2 separate regions of the Ovis aries genome follow, and region 2 is linked to region 1. The links are chromatin contacts, called in public Hi-C maps. All regions are on one chromosome and are shown on one strand. Each heading gives the region's core, a stretch centred on a gene start, on an enhancer-like site or on the middle of the called end of the contact. The rest is flanking DNA. Distances are from core to core; before and after follow the strand shown.

Region 1 (6,332 bases), core at 1,602-4,101:
GCCCGGTTAACGGCCTCCTTGCCCACTGTCCTTGATCCCTCACCTCAGATCCAGGAGCTCACAGGAGGCTTGGGCAGCCACGGACGCTAGGAAGGTGGGCCAGAAAAGCTTTTCACTTACAGGAGACTCTGTTGTTGCTTAGCTGCTCAGTCATGTCCAACTCTCTGCGACCCCATGGACTGTATCCCGCCAGGCTCCTCTGCAAGATTTCCCAGGCAAGAATCCTGGAGTGGCTTGCCATTCCCTTCTCCAGGGGCTCCTCCTGACCCAGGGATCAAACCTCATCTCCTGCACTGGCAGGCGGCTTCTTTACCATGTGGGAAGCACATTACAGGAGGGCCAACCCTGTCAGTGCAGCAGCATCCAGCTGAGGAAAGTCAGGGTCCCAGACTCATGCACCGGCTCACTCCCGCTTTCTCCTCCTCGGAAAGGAGCAGATCTGGGGTGCCACACCCTTCAGGGCACCACAAACTTTAATAAAATCACCTCAGTGTTAACAGTGGCTTCTCTGAGAATTGAAGCGCCTGTAACAATCCACGAGGGTGTCCAATACCCACCAGGAAGGCTGCTGAGTGCCCTGTGGGACCCTGGGGCTCTCTGCTCATCAGAGCACCCTGCTGCGGGCAGGGGTGGTGAACGAGGACAACTAGCCAAACGGAGAGTCAAGACTTGACTCACTCACTGCGCCAGTGCAGGCCGGCAGACAGAAATGAGCTGCCAGCTCCTCAGCACTGAGAGATGCATCTCACCCGGGAGGAGGCCCAAACCAAAGGCATCTGCCTCGCCCCAAAGGCGTCTGCCTTGCCGAGGACCCAGGCGGAGAGGGGAGGGATGAGGGAAGGGACAGGAGAGGAGAGATACTGAGTCCACGTGCAGAAAGGGTCTCAGCCAAGCCCCTCAATAAGGAGGTTTCCCTAAGCAATGCCTGAGGCGAGGCCCCCACCAGCATGTCTCCACAAGGGACCCCCAGGCTGAGAATGCAGACGCACACACAGGAGCCCAGCTGGCCTGGGGGCCTGAGTCTGCGACTAGGGCTCACCCCACCCCAGAGAGCTTGGTGCACTGTCTGTGCCCCACGTCTGGTGTGGGGAGAGCAACTTCCCCCCAGAGCCCTGCCAGGAAAAGCCATGTCACTGCCCATGCTCAGGCCTAAAAGCCACACACAGGATTCTGTTCTGAAGCCAGACTCCTCACCTACAACAAGCAAGGCCTGGGGGATTCACCCTGTGTTACTGGATGGTTACCAAACTCCAGCACCCACTCAGCAGTGACTAACAACATACAGGTAAAACAGAAGACTCTAGCAGTTTTTACTCTTATGACTGTTCATAGAACTGCCGAGTGCAATCCTATTTTGTGCATATACAGCACTTAGTGCAACTCCTGGAGCAAAACTGGTGCTAGGTAAGCACTGCCCATTGTTTGCTATTAAAAGATTATATTCACACAATGCAGTGCACTTGAAACTAACATGTAAGTCAACTACACTTCAAAGAAAAAAACAAAATCTACCTCCAAACAAAATTAGCAAATTACCTACGACAGATTTATGCGCTCAATAAAACAAGTGTTATTTTAAAAAATACTAGACTCATACCGGTATTCATATAACATCACAGCTGGAAGAAATGAAGATACTATTTAAAAACATGTATACTCACGAGTCGTCTAGATCTTCCACCTGTCCTTTACAGAAAGCCAGATCCAGCAGAAAAACTGAAAACAAAAGGCAAAATATATACAGTGAAATACATGCTAATTCATCTTCTGGCTTCCATTATACGCTTATTCACCTATAAAATGTTTCCGGCTTTTTACAACCTCCCAAAACACACATCATTCACCCATCCGAGGACACAAATTAGGCAAAAGCATAAGTCGTTCACCTGTTTAATAAATATTTATGACCATGTGGTGACAGCAAGTTCTACCTAGGCCAGTAATTCTAAAGGACGGAAGTTCTTTTTAAATAAATTTTTACTTTCATCCTGTTTTTCACCATCTCAGCTTTTGGGGTAGACGTGAACATTGTCTATATTTCTTTTTCTCTAGAAGCAATTATCTTCTCAGCGATAAACTTCAAATGCCATTCAAAAATATTGCCCCCCGCCCCCGAAACTGACAGAAACAACATTGGGTTGGACTCCTAACAACCGATCACGGAGCAGCGCCGGGCACGCGGTGGGAGCTAAACGGTGCGAGTGGACCCGTCGTGGGGAGGACGACGAGGCGAGCTCGAGACTGAGCAGGACCCGCCGATCCCCAGGCCACGCCGCACAGCCCCCGGGCCCGGCCAGGATGCGCCCGCGCGGGCCAGGATGCCTCCGAGCTGGCCAGGCTCAGAGCCCAGCGCCGAGCAGGTGTGCGCGCCCGCCGGGAAGGAGCGCCCTCGACGCCAGCCGACGGAGCCCGCGCTCCGCGGACCCCCTACCGCCCCGACGGCCGGTCGGAAGGCGCGCGTCTCCAGCGGAGCCGCGTCGGGTTAAGGGCCCCACAGCGCCCACTCTGTGTCGGGACCCGGGACCCGGGACGGGAAAGCATCTCGGCGACCGCGCAGGCCTCTCCCCTCCCGGAGACGGTCCCCGTGCCCGCCCGCATCGCCCCCGCGGCCTCTACCTGCGGCCCACAGCCGCAGGGCGGGCCCGCGCCTCCAAGATGCCATGCTCGCCGCACAGGCGCTGCCAGAGCCGACTCAGCGCCCGCGACAGAAACGAGCACCGGCGGCCGCCGCCTGCGCGCCCGGAACGGGAAGCCGGCCGGCCGCGCCGCGGAAGGGAAGCGCGGGGCTGCGGCGGCGGGCGGGGGGAGCCGGCCTCCGACACCCGCCCAGGCCCCGCCGACCTCCGCCTCTGAGCATGCGCGGAGCCGCGGGGCCTGAGCGGAGCCGGCACGCATGCGCGGGACTGGCACGCATGCGCGGTCGCAGCCCCGAATCTCCTGCGCCTGGGACGGCCTCCGGGAGCGTGGGAACCTAGGGTGCGGGCGTGGGCGCCAGGGGACCCTTCCCGGAAGTTAAATGCGCGCCAGTATTTGAACGGAAGACGAGGTAGACTGGCAACGCTAGAGATTTAATCCTGCCATCTCTTTCACCTGCTGCTCTTATTCAGTTGGTAGTCCTTAAAAAAGATGGGTCTTAACAGTGGAAAGCTGGAAGACTCTGAATGCCGAGTAACCCTACATGTATTTGCAGAATGAGTTTGGAATTTTCTTTGACCCCCATTTGCAACCTGCGAGATCAGTTTCACAGAAGTAAACTCCATTAATGCGTTTTTACCAGCTAAGCCTTCCTTTTAAAAAGTGTTTCACTTGAAACTTGAAAACATGAAGTTAATCATGGGATGTGATTTTTTTTATGATTTGTTCAAGTTTCCGGATTTTTGAAATAAGTAAACTAACTGCTATGAAATATTTATATTGCTGTGTGGTTTTCTACATAAAAGTTATTCGTAAAAGCTATTGAGTTTTATATGATAGTGATCGCTGCAGGAACTACTACCAATTATTGAATATGTGTTATGAGAAAAAAATGGATTATGATGTCAGCCCATTCACCATAGGTTCAAAATTCTATGAGGCAGAAGGCTCATTAGTCAGTTCAGTTCCTTCATTCGTGCCGGACTCTTTGCGACCCATGAACTGCAGTACACCACGCTTCCCTGTCCATCCTTAACTCCCAGAGCTTGCTCAAACTCATGTCCATCAAGTTGGTGATGCCATCTAACCATCTTATCCTGTTCTCCTCTTCTCCTCTTTGATATTTCCTAGCATCAAGGCCTTTTCCAGTGAGTCAGTTCTTTACATGAGGTGACCAAAGTACTGGCGCTTCAGCTTCAGCATCAGTCCTTTCGATGAATATTCAGGACTGATTTCCTTTAGGTTGGATTGGTTTGATCTCCTTGCTGCCCAAGGGACTCTCAGGAGTCTCCTCCAATGCCACAATTCAAAAGCATCAATTCTTCTGGTGCTCAGCTTTCTTTGTGTTCCAACTCTCACATCCTTACATGACCACTGGAAAAACCATGGCTTTCACTAGGCTGAGCTTTGGAGGTAAAGTAATGTCTCTGCTTTTTAATATGCTGTCTAGGTTGGTCACAGCTTTTCTTCCAAGGAGTAAGTGTCTTTTAATTTCATGGCTGCAGTCACCATCTGCAGTGATGTTTTTGAGCCCGAGAAAACTATTATTCCTAAAGACCAGAAGATTAAGTTATAATCTGATTGAGAGCAAACTCTAGGTTTCGCCTTGTTTATGCAGTCAGCGTAGTATCCAGTGCAGGCATTCAGCAGATCCAAATACATATACTTTTAAACTGAGCATCTAATTTATTCTATGAGTTTAACATGCATAAATATTCATTCTTCATGAAAGTTCTCAAAGTAAGAAATAGTATAAATGAGGGTCTAGAGGCTCGGAGGTAATTTGCTTAATAATTGAAAATGATGGAATTGCTGTTAGAAACCAAGTTTCAGATTCCAGAGCTGGAATTCTTTCGGTAAAATGACACTACCTCTTAGGATTCCTTTCCACTGTAGAATTTTCTCCCTCTCTCCCTTGTCTCCTTTTTCACTCAACTTATTTTGGCTAATGGTACAAATGTTTGGCCAATTTCCCTGGAAGTTAGGCTAGGTACTTGCCTACTTGATATTTTCCATATCCGACTACTCACAACATCTTGTTGCCTTTACTACCTCAATGTCTCTTCAGTCCGCCCCCATTTTCTCCATCTCTATTAACCCCAGGTCAGGGCCTCACCTTCTCTTGCTTGAATAATGGGGCTCCTAGCCTCGAGTTTCCCTTCTAAGGCACTCTGTGCATCACTTGCTAGATGAATGATTCAGAAATACCATTTAGAGTTTTATTACACAGTCAGATTACTTTAGCTTTACCCCTGCTCACTGGGATACAGGATAAAATTACAGCTCTACACTCCCTGTTAGTACTTTCCTTGTCCGTTGTTTCCTCTAACCACTCCCATTAGTCCCATCCTCCCCTCTCGAGGCATCACTAGCAACCATTCCCTGGTGAACTAGCCATGCCGTCTTCATCTCTTGTACCTTGTGCAAAACACACTTCATCATTGGATTGAATGTTACTACCATCAGCGTGTGTGCCATGAGCAAAATTCTATGTTGCATTTTTTTTTAAAGGCTTTATTTTTTAAAAGCAGTTTTAAGTTCACAGCATAATTGAGAGGAAAGTACAAAGGAATCTTCCCAAAGAAGTAGACTAAAAACTTCTCAGTCTATTTCAAAATTTTGCCTTCCACAGAAGGTAAAAGAAAAACTTCTTTAATTTTATCACCGCTTAAGTTAGCATGGGGAGGACAACAAAACCACTCTTGACCTAGGCCTGTTCTTTCCAGTAACATAACCACTGGTCACATGTGGTTAGTGTGATGGAGTTAACTAGTTCTATTTAATTTTAATAAATGTTAAATCTGATACTTGGTTCAGTTACTGGAAAATATGTATGTGGCTGGAAAAATGTAAATATGCATTGTACTATGAAGATAGTAAAGTTTCTCATCTTAATTATGTTGAAATTATAATATTTTAGGTATGAATTCATAAAATACATTAAAATTAATTTCAGGTTTCTTTTTATTTTTCAGTGACTACTAGAAAATTTAAAGCTATATGTGTGGCTTGCATTATGTTTCCATTGCACACCACTGACCTAGACAATCTGAAAATGATCAGAATAGAGCATTGACTGAAAATGGTCAAAACAAACCTGTAAAGAGTTTTTGAACATGGAAAACAGGCTGCCATATTTAAAATGGATAACCAACAAGGACCTGCTATAGAGCACAGGGAACTCTGCTCAGTGTTATGTAGCAGCCCGGATGGGAGGGGGTTTGGGGGAGAATGGATGCATGTGTATGCATGGCTGAGGCCCCATGCTGCTCTCCTGAAACTATCACAACCTTGTTAATCGGCTATACCCCAATACAAAATAAAAAACAAAAGAAAACAGGCTAAATTTACCAATGCTAAAACTTGTATTTAGTAAACTCACAGTATAATATGAAGTACATTTTAAATATTAATAAAAAAGTGTGTTTTTCCTGCTTATGTGTCTCCAGTGGTGATGAATTTCCTTGACATGTAGAAGGTTCTGTATCAAATATGACATGTTCTTAGAAAGTTTTTCAAGTGAACTACATATTATATATAGATATGCCTTATGTATTATGCATACACATTCTCACCAAGAGGCAAGTACAAGAATGTCTGTAACAAGTCTGCTTGTGAAAAACTGAACAACCCAAATGTCCAATATCGGGATGGCTAAGTGTGTATGTGTGTGTGTGTTCAGTTGCTCAGTTGTGTCC
Region 2 (6,479 bases), core at 1,623-4,122, 1.0 Mb before region 1:
CATCACATCTACTACAACCTGTTTCCATAGATTTACCTTAGTCCCTTTATCTACCCCAGTCACCAAAGCCCCGGTCAGCAGTGCTATCATGTTAGTAGCTTGGTGGTTGTGAAGCAGTTGTTTGCCCCAAGAGCGGACCTTAGAATACTCATACATTTCCTCAGTAATAACCCATATTTTTTCTAGGTATTTTTGTCTCCGACGACCATCTAATAAGTTATATAAAAAGTCAAAGGCAGTGGCAAAACCTGTTAGGGAATGGCCAACTGGAACCTCATCCCCTGGTGCATTCTCCACCAGCCAGTCTTTGTAGCCCACCATCCTGTCCATGTATTCCAAGGCAAATTCAAAGGCAACTTTGTCTTCCGGGCACAGCAAACAGTACAGGGCTAAAGGAGGCAGATTGTTACCATAGATTTCATTCCACTTGGCAGCAAAATCAGCATGCTTGGGCGGAGGTAGGTAGTATGTCGGGTTTGACAGCATAGCAGTCACCGCACTTCTGATTGCTCTAAAAAGGTGCAAATGGGTTGTGCGAGACTTCTGTCTCATTGCTTGGATCTCTCCAGCATCAAAATACAAACGTGGATGAAGCATACTCTTCTTCAGTTTTTGATTGGCTCTGACATCTTGCACTCTCTGTATCTTAAATGGATCTATGTCATCTGTGAAAACTGCCCAGTCAGAGTAATTGCTCACAGATTCCTCCAAAGTAGAGAAAGCAAACATCACTAATACTAAAAATAAGCAATGTCCTGTAAACATTAACGCCATGATCCATCGGGGAGCTCCTTTCCTCAAGCATACATGTCAAATGTAGTGCTCAATGTGCTTCCCATCTGCTGAGTATAAAACATACATTTAAGGCCTTGATAAAACAAAGACTGTAAATTGTATGTGCTGTGAAATCCTGCTGACATTCGGCTCAAAGTACAGTTGCCAAAGAGAGAAAACTTACACTGTGAATCTGCCTCCCTGATGCAGTGTTGCTTCCAATAAAACTTCAAGGAATGTTAAAGCCTCTGATTTTACCATGTCACACAGCAAACAGGAGTGGAGACAGTCAAGAATACTATGAATTCAAAAGTTACTTCTGTGACAGAAATCTACCTAACATGGAGAGTCAAAAACCCCACATTGTAAATTAAGAAAAGAAAAAAAAAAAAAGCACTCCAAAATCCAAACTAAGAAGTCATTCTTGGCACAGGATACCATCATTGGTGATAAGATCATCATACAGCTTTGATGCCTTTGTCTGTGTGGTCTCAAAGAAGTTGATGAAGTACTGAAATCCTTGGAGCAGACTGGGTTGTTACTCCACTCAGCTTTTTACACTTCTGGCTGTGAGAATTTTTTTTTCTTCCTCCATTTTTGGGAGAAAAACATCCTCAGCAAGTGTTCAAAGTCCTACTTGGTTTTAAAACACTCCGGACTCCTGCCCTCATTTCCAATCTGTCTTGTCCAGGCTTACTTACTCATCAGCCTATTATGACCCATCTGAGAAAGCACATTCTCATCTTCTTTTATCAGCTTCATCTGTACAACTATGAAAATCTAATCTTTGCAACCACCTAGGTACTTCTTTTCCAATCATGAAGTAACCACCAACTGGGAAAGAAAACTCCCCTTTCACCAACAGTGACGTCTCTTTTCCGTTCCTTTTTCATGACACTGGAAAAACAAAACAGAAATTTTGTTCTGGGGGACAAAACAAAACAAATTCTCTGAGGCTACAGGTATGCTGGGACATAAATGGAAGATTTAAACGTTCTACCATCTCCTGATAGAAATTTTGGAATGACAATAAGATCTGTTTTTTAACACAATTGAAATTACACGAAATGATTCCTTTTCTCATACTTTTCAAGGCACATATTAGGATAACAATGGTGGTAGAAGACAAGCGGCTACAAGATGTAACTTTGCCAAGAGTATTTATTTTAACGGTGGCTTGCTTTCGTAATTTAAAATGTTTTTACTCAAATACAGTCAAGAGAAGATTGAGTACCGCTGTCATTCTTGTTTTGATCACGGAAGACTCAGAGACAAAAAACCCAAAGTTGAAAGGACATTTTATGATTCTCGATGAGTGTTTAGCTTTCAAGGGCTCAAGGTGTCTTTGCCAGAGGAACTATAATACTAAGCGCAGTCACTTTTGTCTAAGGAGAAATCGTGACAATATGTGGGAGCGAAGAACGCCGGTTCTGCTCCAGTCTCCCTCCCGAAAAGCCTGGTTTTCCATCCTTACAAGAAGCCACCAGAGGGAGCTCAGACCCAAACCCGGACTCAAGGAGCAGCTTCGCGGCTGCCCGTCTGGGTTCCGAAGAACCTCACCAAGTTTCAGTCTTGGACAAGTCTCCTCTCTGTGGGAAACATGAACGCTAGGAGTTTCCTGCTCCGCTCCGCCTGTTGCATTTTGTGATTCGTTTCCTACGAACATGCCAGCTCCATCCTCCGCTCCCCATCCCCGACCCCTGGCAGTGGTCTGAGGACAAGAGACCCCTCAATAGCCAAGTCCGCTTACCTCGGCAGATCTGGACGGGGTGTCTCCGGGTGGTGGTGGGCCCGATTAGACACAGGCGGAGAGTTGGAAAACACTGCTCTGCGTGGGACTCGGGCGGCCCGGCCCCTGCAGGGCTCCCGAAGCCCCCGAGTCCGGCGCCCCCGGCGCTCCAACAGGCTGAGGCCCCGCGCCCGTGCCCCGCCCGGCGCCGCGGGGACACGCCCGCCCTCGGGGAGCGCCGGACGCCCCCGGGCAGCCCGGGGCCGCGGAAGGCAGATCCGCGCGCGCCGGGCGCTCTCGGGGACGCCGTGTCCGGCGGGGCGCTGTCGTGCCCAGAACGCGAGGCTGCAGCGGCCGCCGGTGCTCAGTGCCAGCTCCGGCCGCGCGGCCCGGGGAGGGCGAGAGACGGCGACGCGGGCCGGGGGCGGGGCGGGAACGGCCGGGGGCGGGGCATGGGCGGGGCCTCGAATCCTGGGAGGGCGAGGCCGGCGGTGGGCGGGGCGGAGCCTCGGGCGGGGAAGCGTGAGCACAGGCTACGCCGGAGACGGATCGGGGGCGGGGCTGGAAGGAGATAAGGGCGGGGCCGAGGGCGGGGCCGACCGCTCCCGGCATCTGAACCCTAGGGCCTTCCGAGTGCGCGTGTTCCCAGCTTCCGCGGCGGCGCGCGCTCCCGGAGCGGCGGAGCCGGAGGAAGAGGGAGGGAGGGACTTGGGAGTGCTAGGGTCCGAGGACCTCTCCCTGCCGGTCGAGTCCCGCTGCTGTTACCCCTTTGGTTGTGGGGAGAGGGCCGACCTCACAGGGCTAGGAGTGAGAGAAAGATAGAGGAGGTTCTAGGCCGGATTACGAATGATGGGGAACGTGGGGATGGGCGGGGTGACGCCGTGGGAGTCTGGGATCAGCCTTCAGGAAGAGCAAGGGCTGAAGAGAGGAATGTTCGGCAACCGGGCTGTCATTTAGAAATGCAAAATCAATATACCGTGTTAATACAAGACTGACTTTAGGAGCACAGATGCTAAAGATCAGGGGAAGACAAAAAAGACTAATCAGCCTTATTGATTGCAATAATTTCTCTGGCAGTGTAAATATGGAAAGGTATGTGACAAACAGGTGGAAGGAACCTCTTTCTTATTCGAGAAATGGAAGCTGCAGTTCAGTAAAGACCCGCAGGCAGGAAAGACTGTGTGGCTCAGTTACTGTGACACGTGTGTGCAATTCCAGACTTTGGAAATCGTCGAGCAGCTGTAATTCCTGTGGTACTGGACATATGGAACCTCTCACTAACATCTGAGATTATGCTTGGCCAAGAGTCAACCTGAGCCTGCCGTCTAATATAGTGAAATACCAGTTGTCACAGATAAACAAACTCAACCCCGTTGGGGATTGGTGATGCCTTCAGTTTCCTCCTACTCCATTCCATTTTGGTAGAAAGGGACACATATGTCTATTAAAAAATAATTGCTCTGATCACTTCCTGGTAAAACCAGAGTAGACCGTTGCTGGCAGAATACATTTCAAAATAATTTACCCTGGGTGTGAAATATGGCCTCTTCCTCACAGTCAATCTTCTATTTGATCCCCTTGGGAACCCTCAGTTCAGTTCAGTTCAGTCACTCAGTCATGTCCGACTCTTTGCCACCCCATGAATCACAGCACCCCAGGCCTCCCTGTCCATCACCAACTCCCGGAGTTCACTCACACTCACATCCATCGAGTCAGTGATGCCATCCAGCCATCTCATCCTGTGTCGTCCCCTTCTCCTCCTGCCCCCAACCCCTCCCAGCATCAGAGTCTTTTCCAATGAGTCAGCTTTTTGCATGAGGTGGCCAAATTACTGGAGTTTCAGCTTCAGCATCATTCCCTCCAAAGAAATCCCAGGGCTGATCTCCTTCAGAATGGACTGGTTGGATCTCCTACCTCTGTCCAAATGGCCAATCTTGCTTTCTGCCTGCTGCTTCTGTAACTGTGCTTATCCAGCTCCTTCCTGCACAGTATTCTCTGCCCCCGACACTCCAATTTACTGGTTGAAAGTTTTTCTGACTGTTGAAGTTCTCTCATTATACTTGTCCCAGCTCAGATGCTTAAATTCTTCTGTAAATACACCCTAGGTTTTTCCCTAACCACGCTATAGTTTTTATCTGTAAATATATTCAGCCTCAGACCATTTGTTTTATGTGTCATATTTTCCCTGGCTGACTACTGTGCTCTCCTCAAAGCTCTTTCAGGTCATGGTCAGTCACTCAGCCCCTCTCATAATGACTGTACCTGTGTTTGAAATGAGTTGAAGTGTCAACAGTTGGGCTCACGTAGAGCCTCATCTCATCCACTAAGATTCATTCTGAAACGAGGATCCTCCTCCAACCTCTAGAAACAGAACTTCCTGTAAACATCGGGACTGTCCTCGTATATGATCCACGATGGAGAAAGATGACCCCTGGCTTCTAGCCTCCCTTACAGGAGAAAGTAGAGCTGGAGGAAAGAGGAGTCTTTACCCAGATGCAAAGACTGTTATAAGTTTCTGCAAAGAGGAGCTTTAGAAAGTGACTAGGAATCTGTGTTAGTAAATACAGTGAGTAAATATGCAGACCGTTTCTAAGAACAAAATGTGTGGATGGGATTCTTTTATTCTGTGAATCCAAAGTGCCTCATGACCCAGGGCAAAGTGAACCATGGAGAACTATTACAAACACTAACATCTGCCAGGGGAATATTTTAACTTCCATCCAAGCCTTTGCTTTTTCTTTTCAGATTTAACATCAGTATGATCATTTTCACTTTACAGATGAATGCATTCCGGTTCAGACATTATGACTTTCAGGTCTAACCTGAGTGTCTGCACCTAAGCTGTGGGGTGCAGCAGGCCTTTCGGCATTTCTAGATGAACTTTCAGGTTAATTCACTTTGAACTGGCATCGTCTCCCAGTTGTGAGTCTGTTGAAACTAAACAGGAGCTACAGCTGACCATTTCAAATCATTGGCAAGAAAGGGTGGTAAGTAAATAGTTCTGTGAAAAATGAAGAGCGTCCTGCTTCCTGTGAACTAAAAATGGATAGCTCCAATTATTACTCCTTCCACACATGAAGATGGTACGAAGTTAGTTAATTATAAATAATGCATCCAGCCACAGAAGGCATGAGGTATATATTATGTTATTGCGCATTAAAAATCTTTATGAGTGTGGCATGAGACACATATGCAAACAGCTGCTAAATTCAGAATCCTGGAGCGGTTTCTTATTTTAATAGAAGAGAAGAACCATAGAGTCTGTCGCTCTAACTCTAGGGATTTCCTGCTATATGCTGTTATATAAAAAGATCTTAAATCTACATGAGATTTTACTTGTGATTTCAAAGCATTTAATGAAAATCTTTTTTTTTAATTTGAATATCTTTCAACCCTACCCCCAGCCAGAGAAGGCAATGGCACCCCACTCCAGTACTCTTGCCTGGGGTCGCTAAAAGTCAGATCTGACTGAAGCGACTTAGCAGCAGCAGCAGCAGCAGCAGCAGCAGCAGCAGCAGTAGCAGCAGCAGCAGCTACTCCCAGCCACCCTGCTTACATCAGAGATGATGCTTTCTCAACTAGATTCCCCAAAGCAGGAGGTTTCCTTTCCTCCTCCTTCCTCTTTCTTTTTTTTCTTACCTTTTCTTTTTCTTCTTTTCGGTTTTTAAATTCTTCAGCACCTAACTCAGAGCCCAGCACTTTGTGTCGAGTGCGTATCGACTGTTGAACATGAATTATCACCTTCATTTTATGGCAGGCAAGGAAACAGTCTAAACATCTAAAGTGGGTTGCTGAGTTCTGAGTAGAACAGAAGCTCTTACTCTCCTACAGAGGACCTTTCACAGCACAGAGTCAGAGCTACATCTTGGAGGGACTTAATTCAAGTGAAACCTCAGAAGAAAGCTGGTCAACATTTTAAAGAGAATTTCTGCAAGACATTTTATATCTTAAGTAAATTCAAGTTCTGAGCCTTAGA

Evidence for each region. A called contact is a pair of places that touch in the nucleus more often than the background predicts.
Region 2: a Hi-C map of tail adipose tissue shows a contact between it and region 1, with 2.4 times the contacts expected there. The contact joins the promoter of DSEL here to the promoter of TMX3 in region 1. A contact is called at or near these places in 2 of 16 Hi-C or Micro-C datasets (muscle and tail adipose tissue).

What each region holds. Positions count from the first base shown.
Region 1 is chr23:8,688,052-8,694,383 of ARS-UI_Ramb_v3.0, reverse strand. TMX3 (thioredoxin related transmembrane protein 3) reads right to left here and starts at 2,851. Exons shown (of 16, transcript XM_027961089.2): 1 at 2,617-2,851; 2 at 1,662-1,716. The coding sequence starts at 2,662.
Region 2 is chr23:9,691,660-9,698,138 of ARS-UI_Ramb_v3.0, reverse strand. It overlaps DSEL (dermatan sulfate epimerase like), which reads right to left and starts at 2,872. Exons shown (of 3, transcript XM_004020404.6): 1 at 2,525-2,872; 2 at 1-1,671. The coding sequence starts at 774.